2 separate regions of the Nomascus leucogenys genome follow, and region 2 is linked to region 1. Evidence: chromatin contacts called from public Hi-C data. All regions are on one chromosome and are shown on one strand. The core of a region is the stretch at or near the end of the contact, and the rest is flanking DNA. Distances in the headings are between cores, read along the strand shown. Region 1 holds the start of DDX27 (probable ATP-dependent RNA helicase DDX27). Region 2 overlaps STAU1 (double-stranded RNA-binding protein Staufen homolog 1).

The links. A called contact is a pair of places that touch in the nucleus more often than the background predicts.
Region 2: a Hi-C map of a lymphoblastoid cell line shows a contact between it and region 1, with 5 times the contacts expected there. The contact joins the enhancer-like site here to the promoter of DDX27 in region 1. A contact is called at or near these places in 4 of 4 Hi-C or Micro-C datasets (a lymphoblastoid cell line and an unstated tissue).

Annotation. Positions count from the first base shown.
Region 1 is chr13:14,880,006-14,886,300 of Asia_NLE_v1, forward strand. DDX27 (probable ATP-dependent RNA helicase DDX27) reads right to left here and starts at 2,753. Exons shown (of 21, transcript XM_030826704.1): 1 at 2,507-2,753. The coding sequence starts at 2,599.
Region 2 is chr13:14,955,730-14,961,624 of Asia_NLE_v1, forward strand. The region is part of intron 3 of STAU1 (double-stranded RNA-binding protein Staufen homolog 1); the gene reads left to right. Among named protein-coding and RNA genes, the nearest start is that of STAU1, 51 kb to the left of the region's middle. Within about 2 kb of position 1,977, the one cell type or tissue checked has an H3K27ac peak away from gene starts, as active enhancers do. A contact at or near this core is called in a lymphoblastoid cell line, where this site is marked.

The DNA of each region.
Region 1 (6,295 bases), core at 1,503-4,002:
GATCACGAGGTCAGGAGATCGAGACCACGGTCGGTGAAACCCCGTCTCTACTAAAAATACAAAAAAATTAGCCGGGCGTGGTGGCGGGCGCCTGTAGTCCCAGCTACTCGGAGAGGCTGAGGCAGGAGAATGGCGTGAACCCGGGAGGCGGAGCTTGCAGTGAGCCGAGATTGCGCCACTGCACTCCAGCCTGGGAGACAGAGTGAGACTCCGTCTCAAAAAAAAAAAAAAAAAAAGAAATACAAAATAATTAGCTGGGTGTGGTAGCGCATGCCTGTAATCCCAGCTACTCAGGAGGCTGAGGCAGGAGAATTGCTTGAACCCAGGAGGCAGAGGTTGTGGTGAGCCGAGATTGCGCCACTGCACCCCAGGCTGGGTGACAGGGCGAGACACGGACTCAAGAAAAAAAAATAGAAAAGAATAAGGAAATGAGGGTCACACCTCTCTCAGCAACTGATAGATCAAGCAGACCAAAAATGAGTAAGTCTGTAGAAAATTTGAACAGCACAATTAAAAAGCTTCATCCCAATGAATGTATACAGAACACTGCATTTCTCATTACAGAATGCATACGGAATCAAAAAAAGTGAAATCCATAGAAACAGAGAGTAGAATGGCGGTTGCCAACGGCTGGAGTGTGGTGGAAATGGAGAGATGTTGGTCACACGGTATACACTCTTCAGTTTTGCAATGTACAAGTTCTGGGGATCCAATGTACAGCATGGTGACTACAGTTAATAACAATGTATTGGGCTGGGCAGGGTGGCTCACGCCTGTTATCCCAGCACCTTAGGAGGCGGACACGGGTGGATCAGCTGAGGTCAGGAGTTTGAGGCCAGCTTAGCCAACATGGTGAAACCCCGTCTCTACTAAAAATACAAAAAATTAGCCGGAAGTGGTGGCGCATGCCTGTAGTCCCAGCTACTAGGGAGGCTGAGGCAGGAGGATTGCCTGAACCCGGGAGTTGGAGGCTGCAGTGAGCCGAGATCACGACACTGCACTCCACCCTGGGCGACCCAGCAAGACTCTGTCTCAAAAAAAAATGAAGTGAATGAGACTGGAGTGTTGGTCATGAAGGAGAGCTGTGAGATGAAAGTCAAGATGGGAAGGACAAGATCGTGAGGACCTTGAAAGCCAAGCGAAAGCAGGCTGGAGAGGTTTTTTTGTTTTGTTTTTAGCAATTTGAATCATTTCTTGAAAAACAAACACAGACAAACACTAAACACTGAGTTGGTGCCCGGAGCGGTCCGCAGGGTTGGAGGCCAGCCCCGCATCATGGGTGTGACCGGGCACTGTGTGCCTGTGCAGGGGCCTGGCTCCTCCGGGACTGGCCCATGACCTCCCACGGAGCGGGCTGAGCCAAGGCCTGTCAGAGATGGGGCCGCAGCCAGCAGGCCTGGGCGGCCGCCCGCGCCCACAGGGGACATCGGGGAAATGGGGGCAGTGTGCGGGACCCAGACGCTGCCTGAGGAGTCTTTGCAGGGTGGACAGGCCCGGGGGTCTCTACCAGCAGGCTGGAGAGTTTTAAGCAAGGGAGGTCTCTAACGTGACTGTATCACAAAGAGATCCCTCTGCTGCTAAGCGAAGAATACACTGGAAGTGCTTAAGATAAAGAGATGAAGATGAAGTATGTTTGGACTGCAGGTGTGCTGGTGCGCAGGCATGAGACAGCAGTAGCCGGAGCTAGGGTGGGTACTGTGTGAATGGAGAGAGGCGGGAGAAGCTTAAGAGAGATTCATGAGCTAGCTTGCAGAGCACTGGCGGCAGTGAGGAAGAAAAAACTGTTAAGAATAACTAAGGTTTCTGGCTTGAGAAGGGAACAGGATGAGAGTGAACACAAGTTCAGCTTTGGAGGAGTTGAATTTGTACAGGCCATGGGACATCTGAATAAACCTATCAAGCGGACGGATGAGAGTGCAGAGGGGACAACATCTGGGCTGAATGTTTGAAGGGCAAGCATCCTTTTCAGAACACCAATCCCTCTTTAATTGCCATACTGCTTAATGTCTGCAAGCCCCCACACCACCATGCGCTTCAGGAGAGTGGCACTCACCTTGTTCACTGCTACGTCCCCAACGCTTAACACTAAGTCTAGCACATGTAAGTATTCAATAAACACTGGCTCGGTGAACATATGAAAGTACAGCTAACCATGGCTCCTTGAGCAGGAACCAGGACTGACTTCACCTCTTACAAGGTGTAAGAGAGAGACCTGCTGTCTCTTACACAGGGCGTGGTTAAATATCAGTTCAGTGAATGGATACTGAGTTCAGCAAGGAGACAGGGAACGACACGGCCAAAGAAGCAGGCGGACGTAGAGAAAACCTAGTGGCGGGGAAACTGAGGAAGATCTTGGGGTCCCGGTGAGATCCTTTTCGGGAAACTTCCGGGGCTGGCAGGGGATGATGAGGATTCGGGGACAGGGACCTGAGGAATCGCAAGGAAAGGAAGCAGGCAAGGAAATGAAGCAGCCAAGGAAACCCAAAGACCAGAACCGTGCTAATACCTCCTCTTCTTCGTCCCCGGAGTCAGACTCAGGCTCCACTGGCACCTCGTCATCCTCGCCTATGGTCCCGATTAAGCCGAGGTCCGCTAGCATGTTGTCGCAGAAGCCACTTCCGGAAGCGAGCACAGCGTGCGGTCCGGCCCTTAACTTTTCGCAACCTCCTCGTCGTCTTTGCGCAAGTACCGTGCGTCACTTCCGTTCCAGAGCCCCTTCCTCTCTCCCTGTTCGACCTCTTAAGAGTGCGCATGCGGCAATGTGGGGCGGGGTTTCGTGTGACGACATCAAGGGGCGGGGCCTTTGGTAAGCAAATTCCATTGTCTCCGGCCTCAAAACGGTGGGAGTATTTGAGGAGGGTGCAAGGGTGAGAGAGTCTAAAGAGTTGCATTTATAAACTCTAGATGTGTATATTTATATACAAAAAAGCTGTGGGAGAAAATACAATAAGCAGTTAGCTGTGATTGTTTTGTTTCTGGGTGGTAAAATTCTAAGTAATTTTTTGTCTTTTGTTTTGTTTTGTTTTGTTTTTGAGGCAGGGTTTGGCTCTGTCGCCCAGGCTGGAGCGCAGTGGAGATCATGGCTCACTGCAACCCCGACTTACCGGGCTCAAGCGATCCTCCCGCCTCAGCCTTCTGAGTAACTGGAGGTACAGGCGCCACCACCACGCCCGGCGGAGTTTTACCATGTTGCCCAGGCTGGTGTCGAACTCCTGGGCTCAAGCAATCCCCCTGCCTCGGCCTCTCAAACTGCTGGGATTACAGGTGTGAGCCACTGCGCCCAGCCCCGAAACTTTTTAATTAAAATTAATGTTTATTGTAGGGGAAAAAAATCTCAGAAGAAAATAAAAATCAAGACCAGGCAAGGTGGCTCACACCTTTAGTCACAGCACTTTGGGAGGCCAAGTGGGTGCACCGCTTGTGCTCAGGAGTTCCAGACAACCCTGGGAAACATGGCAAGACCGTATCTCATATATATATATATGGTTTTTGTTTTTTGTTTTTTAATTTAAAACGTTTTGGCTGGGCGTGGTAGCTTACGCCTGTAATCCCAACACTTTGGGAGGCCCAGGCGGGCGGATCACGAGGTCAGGAGATCGAGACCATATTGGCCAATAGGGTGAAACCCCGTCTCTACTAAAAATACAAAAACTAGCTGGGCGTGGTGGCACGTAATCCCAGCTACTTGGGAGGCTGAGGCAGGAGAATCGCTTTAACCAGGGAGTTGGAAGTTGCCGTGAGCCAAGATCGTGCCACTGCACTCCAGCCTGGCAACACAGAGAGCATGGTTGGGCATGGTGGCACACGCCTGTAGTCCCAGCATCTCAGGAGGCTGAAGCAGGAGCATCCCCTGAGCCCAGGTCAAGGCTGCAGTGACCTATGATCGCGCCACTGCCCTCCAACCTGGGTGACAGAGCGAGACCCTTTATTTCAAAAAATAAAGAATGGCCTGGGCGCGGTGGCTCACGCCTGTAATCCCAGCACTTTGGGAGGCCGAGGCGAGTGGATCACAAGGTCAGGAGATCGAGACCATCCTGGCCAATATGGTGAAACCCCGTCTCTACTAAAAATACAAAAAATTAGCTGGGCGTGGTGGCGGGCGCCTGTAGTCCCAGCTGCTGGGGAGGCTGAGGCAGGAGAATGGCTGGAACCCGGGAGGCAGAGCTTGCAGTGAGCCGAGATTGCGCCACTGCACTCCAGCCTGGGCGACAGAGGGAGACTCCGTCTCAAAAAAAAAAAAAAATATTGCCAGCTGGGTGTGGTGACTCTCGCCTGTAATCCCAGCACTTTGGGAGGCCGAGGCAGGTGGATCACCTGAGGTCAGGAGTTTAAGACCAGCCTGACCAACATGGTGAAACTCCGTCTGAACTAAAAATATAAAAAATTAGCCGGGCATGGTGGTGTGTGCCTGTAATCCCAGCTACTCGGGAGGCTGAGGCAGGAGAATCGCTTGAACCCAGGAGGCGGAAGTTGCGGTGAGCTGAGATCACACCATTGCACTCCAACCTGGGCAACAAGAGCGAATGAAACTCCGTCTCAAAAATATATATATTTTATTTTATTTTATTTTTTTTATTTTTTTTGAGACAGAGTCTCACTCTGTCGCCCAGGTGAGAGTGCAGTGGCGCGATCTCGGCTCACTGCAGCCTCCACCTCCTGGGTTCAAGCGACTCTCCTGCCTCGGCCTCCCGAGTAGCTGGGATTACAGGCATGAGCCACTGTGCCTGGCCTAAAACAAACAAACAAAAAAAATACATATATATATTTTAAAAGGAAAAAAAAAAAGGATAGGCTTTGGAGGCACACAGCCTTGATTCAAATCCTGCTTCTGCTCCTTACTGTGTGGCCTTGGGTAACTTCCTAGTTATATATAAAGTAAGGACACTGTTAGGAAGGATATACAACAGCTAAAGAAAAACTCTGGATACAAAGGATGCAAAATGGTATTGGGGAACACAAGTTTTTGTTCTTGGTTCTTTGTGTAGTTTCATCTAATAGTTTTCAAATTAATCAGCTGTGCCCGTTATACGGTACTGTCAGCTTCAAACTAACCCTTCTATACCTGGCTCATGTACCTGGGATGGGACTCTGGGAACCATGTTTGTACTTTGCCATCAAGTTCCTTGTTAGGATCTGCCAGCAGGGGGCGCGTGTGAGAGAACAGAGCGCTGGAGGAGGAAGCGGGAACTTGGTCTTGTTCTATTTCGCATTCCTGTGTCACTCCAGCAGCACTTCTCCCTGGAAGCAGCAATTCATTCCATTTGGCAGCGCGGGGCGGGGGCGGGGGGGGTGGGGTTGTTTGTTTTTCTTTTTAACACTCACAGAACCAGCTTTTCTGTACCCAGCCAGAGAACCAGCAACAGCTGAGCAGCGCCTCATTCACCAAGGTTTGGGTCCCAGCCTCATGGGAACCTCTGGGCTCAGAGACGTCAGCACTATCTCTTTGGAGATCTGAGCTCCTTCCACATAGGGTCCTTTCTCTAAACTACTTAGTTTTATTTTATTTTAATTTTTTGAGACAGAGTCTCACTCTGTTGCCCAGGCTGGAGCACAGTGGTGCAATCCCCGCTGACTGCAACCTCTGCCTCCTGGGTTCAAGTGATTCTCCTGCTTCAGTCTCCCAAGTAGCTGAGACTACAGGCGCCCACCACTACGCCCGGCTAATTTTTGTATTTTTAGTGGAAATGTGGTTTTGCCATGTTGGCCAGGCTGGTCTTGAACTCCTGACCTCAGGTGATCCTCCTGTCTCAGCCTCTCAAACTGCTGGGATTACAGGTGTGAGCCACCGCACCTGGCCCTATTATGCAAGACATATTATATAAGACATATTATGCAAGACGTATTATAATATGTCTGCAGATTATTTTACATTCTCCCTTCAAGAGGTGGAACTTAAGCCCAGGCACGTTGCCTCATGCTTGTAATCTCAGCATTTTTGGAGACCAAGGAGGGAGAATCGCTTCAGCCCAGCAGTTCGAGACAAGCCTGGGAAACATGGTGAAATCCATCTCTACAAGAAATACAAAAAAATTAGCTGAGGCCGGGTGCGGTGGCTCACGCCTGTAATCCCAGCACTTTGGAAGGCCGAGGCGAATGGATCACCTGAGGTCAGGAGTTTGAGACCAGGCTGGCCAACATGGTGAAACCCCATCTCTACTAAAAATACAAAAATTAGCTGGATGTGGTGGTGCATGCCTGTAATCCCAGCTACTTGGGAGGCTGAGACAGGAGAATCTCTTGAACCTGGGAGGCGAGGCGGAGGTTGCAGTGAGCCGAGATCGCGCCACTGCACTCC
Region 2 (5,895 bases), core at 727-3,226, 75 kb after region 1:
CTATCAGTCTTATGTGGAACCTTGATACATGTGTATAAAATAGAAAAGGAGCATTTTGTTAGTATAAATTGTTGTTAAAAAAATTTTTTTTTTGGCTGGGCATGGTGGCTCATGCGTGTAATTCCAGCACTTTGGGAGGCCTAGGTGGGTGGATCACCTGAGGTCAGGAGTTCGAGACCAGCCTGGCCAACATGATGAAACCCCATCTCTACTAAAAATACAAAAAATTAGCCAAGCATGGTGGCTTGTGCCTGTAGTCCCAGCTGCTTGGGAGGCTGAGATGGGAGAATCACTGGAACCCAGGAGGTGGAGGTTGCAGTGAGCCGAGATTGCACCACTGCACTCCCGTCTGGGCAACAGAGCGAGACTTCGTCTCAAAAACAAAATAAAAAATAAATATTTGTTGTTGTTGTTGTTGTTGAGATGAGGTCTTATTATGTTGCCCAGGCTGGTCTCAGACTCCTGGGCTCAAGTGACCCTCCCACCTTGGCCTCCCAAAGCGCTGGGATTATAGTTATTAGTATAAATGTGTAAGTTTGGATTTATAATAATGATAAAGGCAATTTCTGCGAATGAGGTATATGAGTTTTCAAAACACAAAATTATATTCATTTAAAAACATGGCTGGTAAAGATACGGTCCCCTTTAGGATAGTGATTAACTGCCCTGGGAATGATAGTGAGATGGACTTCATTGCCCCTTTTTTTTGAGACAGAGTCTCACCTGGCTACTTTCTGTATTTTTAGTAGAGACGGGGTTTTGTCATATTGGCCAGGCTGGTCTCAAACTCCTGACCTCAAGTGATCCACCTGCCTTGGCCTTCTGGAGTGCTGGGATTACAGGCATGAGCCACCTTGCCCGGCCCGTTGCCTTGTTTTTTAAGAGGTGGAGTCTTGCTCTGCCACCCAGGCTGGAGTGCAGTGGCAGGATCATAGCTCACTGCAGCCTTAAACTCCTGGGCAATCAATCAAGTGATCTTTTTGCCTCAGCCACCCCAGTAGCTGGGACTATAGGCACACTCCACTGCACCTGGGTAAGTTTTAAATTTTTCTGTAGAGATTAAGGTCTCACTTTGTTGCCTAGGCTGATCTTGAACTCCTGGCTTCAAACCATCCATCGCAGCCTCCAGAAGTGTTGGGACTACAGGCGTGAGCCACTGTGTGTGGCTCATTGTTTTTCTTAAAACAGAAAAAAACAGTCCGATGTCAGTAGTACTTAACTGTTGACGTTGGATAAATCCAGGAAATTGCCTGTTATGTTATTATCTGTACTTTTCTGTATGTTTGAAATAGGTTGTAAATAAAAAGGTAAACCTAATTGGGCTGATAGAATGAACAAAACATTGAAAATTGGGGCATGTACGTGGCATTCAAAGTCTTATGACAGTCTGAGCACCTAGTTTATTTCCAAATTGTGTTCTGGCTGCACATAAAGAGAGCATTCTCATTGGCACAGTTCTTAGCATGTGGACCTTTTTTTTTTTTTTTTTTTTTTTTTTAAACAGATCATCTATTAAAAACTCTGGATGCTCTTCAGGGAAACAGCTGTCAAGATTTATTCTGTTGTGCACAGAAATGAGTTAATCTGGGGTTAGCAAAAGTTACTGTGTTGATGATTTCTAGTATCTTAATCTTTGGTGTGAAACATTTTTGTTGCTGCTTTTTAAAAAATTCAGGCAAAATATACATCTAAAATTATTAAACATTTTTAAGTGCACCGGTGGCATTAAAATACATTCTTGGTTTTGCACAACTATTACTACCACTCATTTTCAGAACCTTTCCATCATTCCAAATAGAAATTCTGGACTCATTCAAGAGTTACTCCTCACTCCCTTGCTTGCAGCCCCGGGTAACCTCTACTTTACTTTCTGTTTCTATGCATTTGCCTAGTCTAGGCACTTCATAAAAATGGATATTTGTTTTTTTATGTCTCACTTATGTTACTTACTGTAATGTTTTCAAGGTTCATCTCTGTTATAGCATGTTTCAGAATTTCATTTCTTTTTTAATGGTGAATGTTTTATGGTATGAATAGTGAATATTTGTTTTTCCAGTCATTTGTTGGTGGACATTTGGGTTGTTTTTACCTTTTGGCTATTGTGAATGCTGCTATGAACCCTGGTGTATAAAAATGTGTTCAAGTTGCTACTTTCAGGTCTTTTGAATGTATATCTAGAAGAAGTGGAATTCCTGGATCATATAATAATTATATGTTTAATTTTTTGAGGAACTACCAAACTGTTTTCCGTAGCAACTGTACCATTTTACATTTTCTATTAAATTAACTTACTTTTTTTTTTTTTTTTGAGACGGAGTCTCACTGGACTGGAATGCAGTGGTGTGATCTTGGCTCACTGCAACCTCCGCCTCCGGGGTTCAAGCGATTCTCCTGCCTCAGCCTACTGTAGCTGGGACTACAGGTGCACGTCACCACGCTCAGTTAATTTTTGTATTTTTAGTAGAGATGGGGTTTCACCGTGTTGGCCAGGCTGGTCTCGAACTCCTGACCTCAGGTGATCTGCCTGTCTCGGCCTCCCAAAGTGCTGGGATTATAGGTGTGAGCCACCGCACGCCCTGCCCATTTTCTATTTTATTTTTAATAAAATCCAAATCTGGTACAAACATTTTACATTTTCATAAGTGACTGGAAGCTTCTCATTTCTCCATATCCAAAAACTTGTTATTTCCATTTCTTTTGATAGCAGCCATCCTTATGGGTGTGAGTGGTATCTTACTGTGGTTTTTTTTTTTTTTTTTTTTTTTTTTTTTTTTTTTTTTTTTTTTGAAACAGAGTTTCACTCTTGTTGCCCAAGCTGGAGTGCAATGGCATAATCTCAGCTCACTGCAATCTCTGCCTCCTGGGTTCAAGCGATTCTCCTGCCTTAGCCTCCCAAGTAGCTGGGATTACAGGCGTCTGCTACCACACCCGGCTAGTTTTTTGTATTTTTAGTAGAGATGGTGTTTCACATGTTGGCCAGGCTGGTCTCGAACCTCTGACCTCAGGTGATCCACCTGCTTCAGCCTCCCAAAGTGCTGCAATTACGGGCATGAGCCACTGTGCCCAGCCAGCTATTTATATTTCTTTAGAGAAATGCCTATGTAAGTCCTTTGCCCATTTTCTAATTGGGTTGTTTTATTGTTGAGTTGTAGTTCTTTATATATTCTGGATATTAATCCCTTATGAGATAAATGATTTGCAAATCCCATTCTGTGGGTTTTCTTCACTCTCTTGATAGTGTCCTTTGATGCATGAATATTTTAAATTTTGATGAAGTCTAATATTAATTAGTGGTTTTCATGTCATATGTAAGAAATCATCACCAAATAGTGTCATGACACTTTTCCCCTATGTTTTCATCTAGGAGCTTTACTGTTTTAGTTCTTATGTTTAAGTATTTGATCCATTTTGAGTTTTTAGTGGTGTGGGGTAAAGGTCCTGCCTTATTATGTTGCATGTGGATATCTAGTTTTCCTAGCACCATTTGTTGAACAAGCTTACAGTATTATTATTTTTTTAAGTTTAATATCTATTTAACTATTAGATTGGTAATTACTTTTGCACCAACCTGTAAATTTCAAGCCAAATCTCTGTAGAACCCCAGCCTTTAAAGCACTTGCTTGCAAATTGCCAGTTTTAAGGATTCACTCATGAAAAAGTAGACCCTTTTTCTGCTTAGGATTTAAACAAAAATACAAGTGTGGACTGGGTATGGTGGCTCACACCTATAAATACCAACACTTTGGGAGGTTGAGGTGGGAGGGTTGCTTGAGCCCAGTTCAAGAGCCCAGTTCAAGACTAGCCTGGACAACATAGCAAGACCCCATCTTTACAAAACATTAAAAAAAAAGAGCTGGGAGTGGTGCCTATGCCAGTAGTCCCAGCTACTCAGGAGGGTGAGATGGGAATATTGCTTGAGGTCAGGAGTTTGAAGCTGCAGTGAGCTATGTTTGTACCACCATACTTCAGACTGGGCAACAGAGTGAGACCCTGTCTCAAAAAAAAAAAAAAAAAGTATGTGTAGGTTAACAAACCACCACAAGTGCTATGAAAATAGTTTTGACTAAGGTGAGATACACTGAAACCAGATTGGAAAGAAAAGATTATGGAAGGATAGAAGGAATTACAAAAAGCGTCTGGAATAAATTTGTTTGTCCAGGATTATACCCTTGGTTATGTATATATTTTTTTAATCTAGAGTTTGTTTTATTTTAATTATAGCTTTTTTTTGGTGGGTGTGACACAGTCTCACACTGTCATTGAGGCTAGAATGCAGTGGCGTGATCATAGCTCACCTCAGCCTCAACACCCTAGGCTCAGGTGATCCTCCCTCCTCAGCCTCCCGAGTAGCTGGGACCACAGGTGTGCGACACCACACCTGCTAATATTTGTATTTTTTTATAAAGATGGGGGTTTGCCATGTTGCCCAGGCTGGTCTCGAACTGGGCATAAGCAATCCGCCCACCTTGTCCTTAAAAAGTTTTGGGATCACAGGCACTAGCCACCATGCCCAGCCCATTACAGCTTTTAATATTCAGTGGCCAGACGCGGTGGCTCATGTCTGTAATCCCAGCACTTCAGGAGGCCAAGGTGGGCGGATCACCTGAAGTCAGGAGTTCGAGAATAGCCTGGCCAAGATGGTGAAACCCCATCTCTGCTAAAAATACAAAAAAAAAAAAAATTAGCCAGGTGTGGTGGTGGGTGCCTGTAATCCCACCTACTTGGGAGGCTGAGGCAGGAGAATCGCTTGAACCCAGGAGGCGGAGGTTGCAGTGATCCAAGATCACGCCATTGCACTCCAGCCTGGGCGACACAAGAGCAAAACTCCATCTCAAAAAAAAAAAAAAAAAAAAAGTTGAGTGTAGGCGGAATATACCTGATAAACATAAGGAAATGCACAACAGATAAAATCTTGGATAGTCCTATACGTTGCCTATTTAGCAGTTTCAGCCATGGGTTCCTGTTCAGATAGTTCTAATCTTAGAAGCAGGACTTTATAAATTCTTTGACAAAATAAGCAATAATGTGAAAAAAAAAACAGCTGTTTTGCCATGTTTTGGGGGACTAAAGAGGAACTAGATAAGCTTTGAGCTTATCTAGTTCCTCTTATTATCACTACAGCACAGTATAAAATCCATGTTATCAGCATGCAGAAGATCCTTGCTCCTCTTTAATCTCATCCCTGATTGGAAGACTCTTAAGTGAACCTTGTTCCAAAGATGGAATCTCTGCCTTTGTTGAGGAGACTTTATTAGTTTGCGCCTTGTGTTTTTTTGCCAACAGCAGTTGAGTATGAGATACATGGCAGTTTTGTAACGTGTTTCATCGCATCCTTATTTATTTCTTTATTTTTAATTATAGAGATAGAGACTCTTTGTTGCCCATGCTGGAGTTCAGTGGCTGTTTACAGGCATGATCACAGCTCACTGTAGCCTTGAACTACTGGGCTCAACTGATCCTCAACTGTCACCTTGCTGAGTACTGGGGCAATTAGTCATGTACTGCCATGCTTGGCTGCATTCTCTTAAAAGTGGTTTCCCGCCAGGCGCAGCGGCTCACGCCTTAATCCCAGCACTTTGGGAGGCCAAGGTGGGTGGATCATGAGGTCAGGAGTTTGAGACCAGCCTGACCAACGTGGTGAAACCCTGTATCTACTAAAAATACAAAAATTAACTGGGCGTGGTGGCGCATGCCTGCAATCCCAGCTACTCAGGAGGCTGAGACAGGAGAATCGCTTGAACCCGGGAGGTGGAGGTGGCAGTGAGCCGAAATCGCGCCACCGCACTCCAGCCTGGGCAACAGAGCGAGACTCCGTTTCAAAAAAAAAAAAAAGTGGTTTCCAGGGAATTTATGTTCAGATAAGCCTGCATACTCATGTGGACAGACTTAATCTGA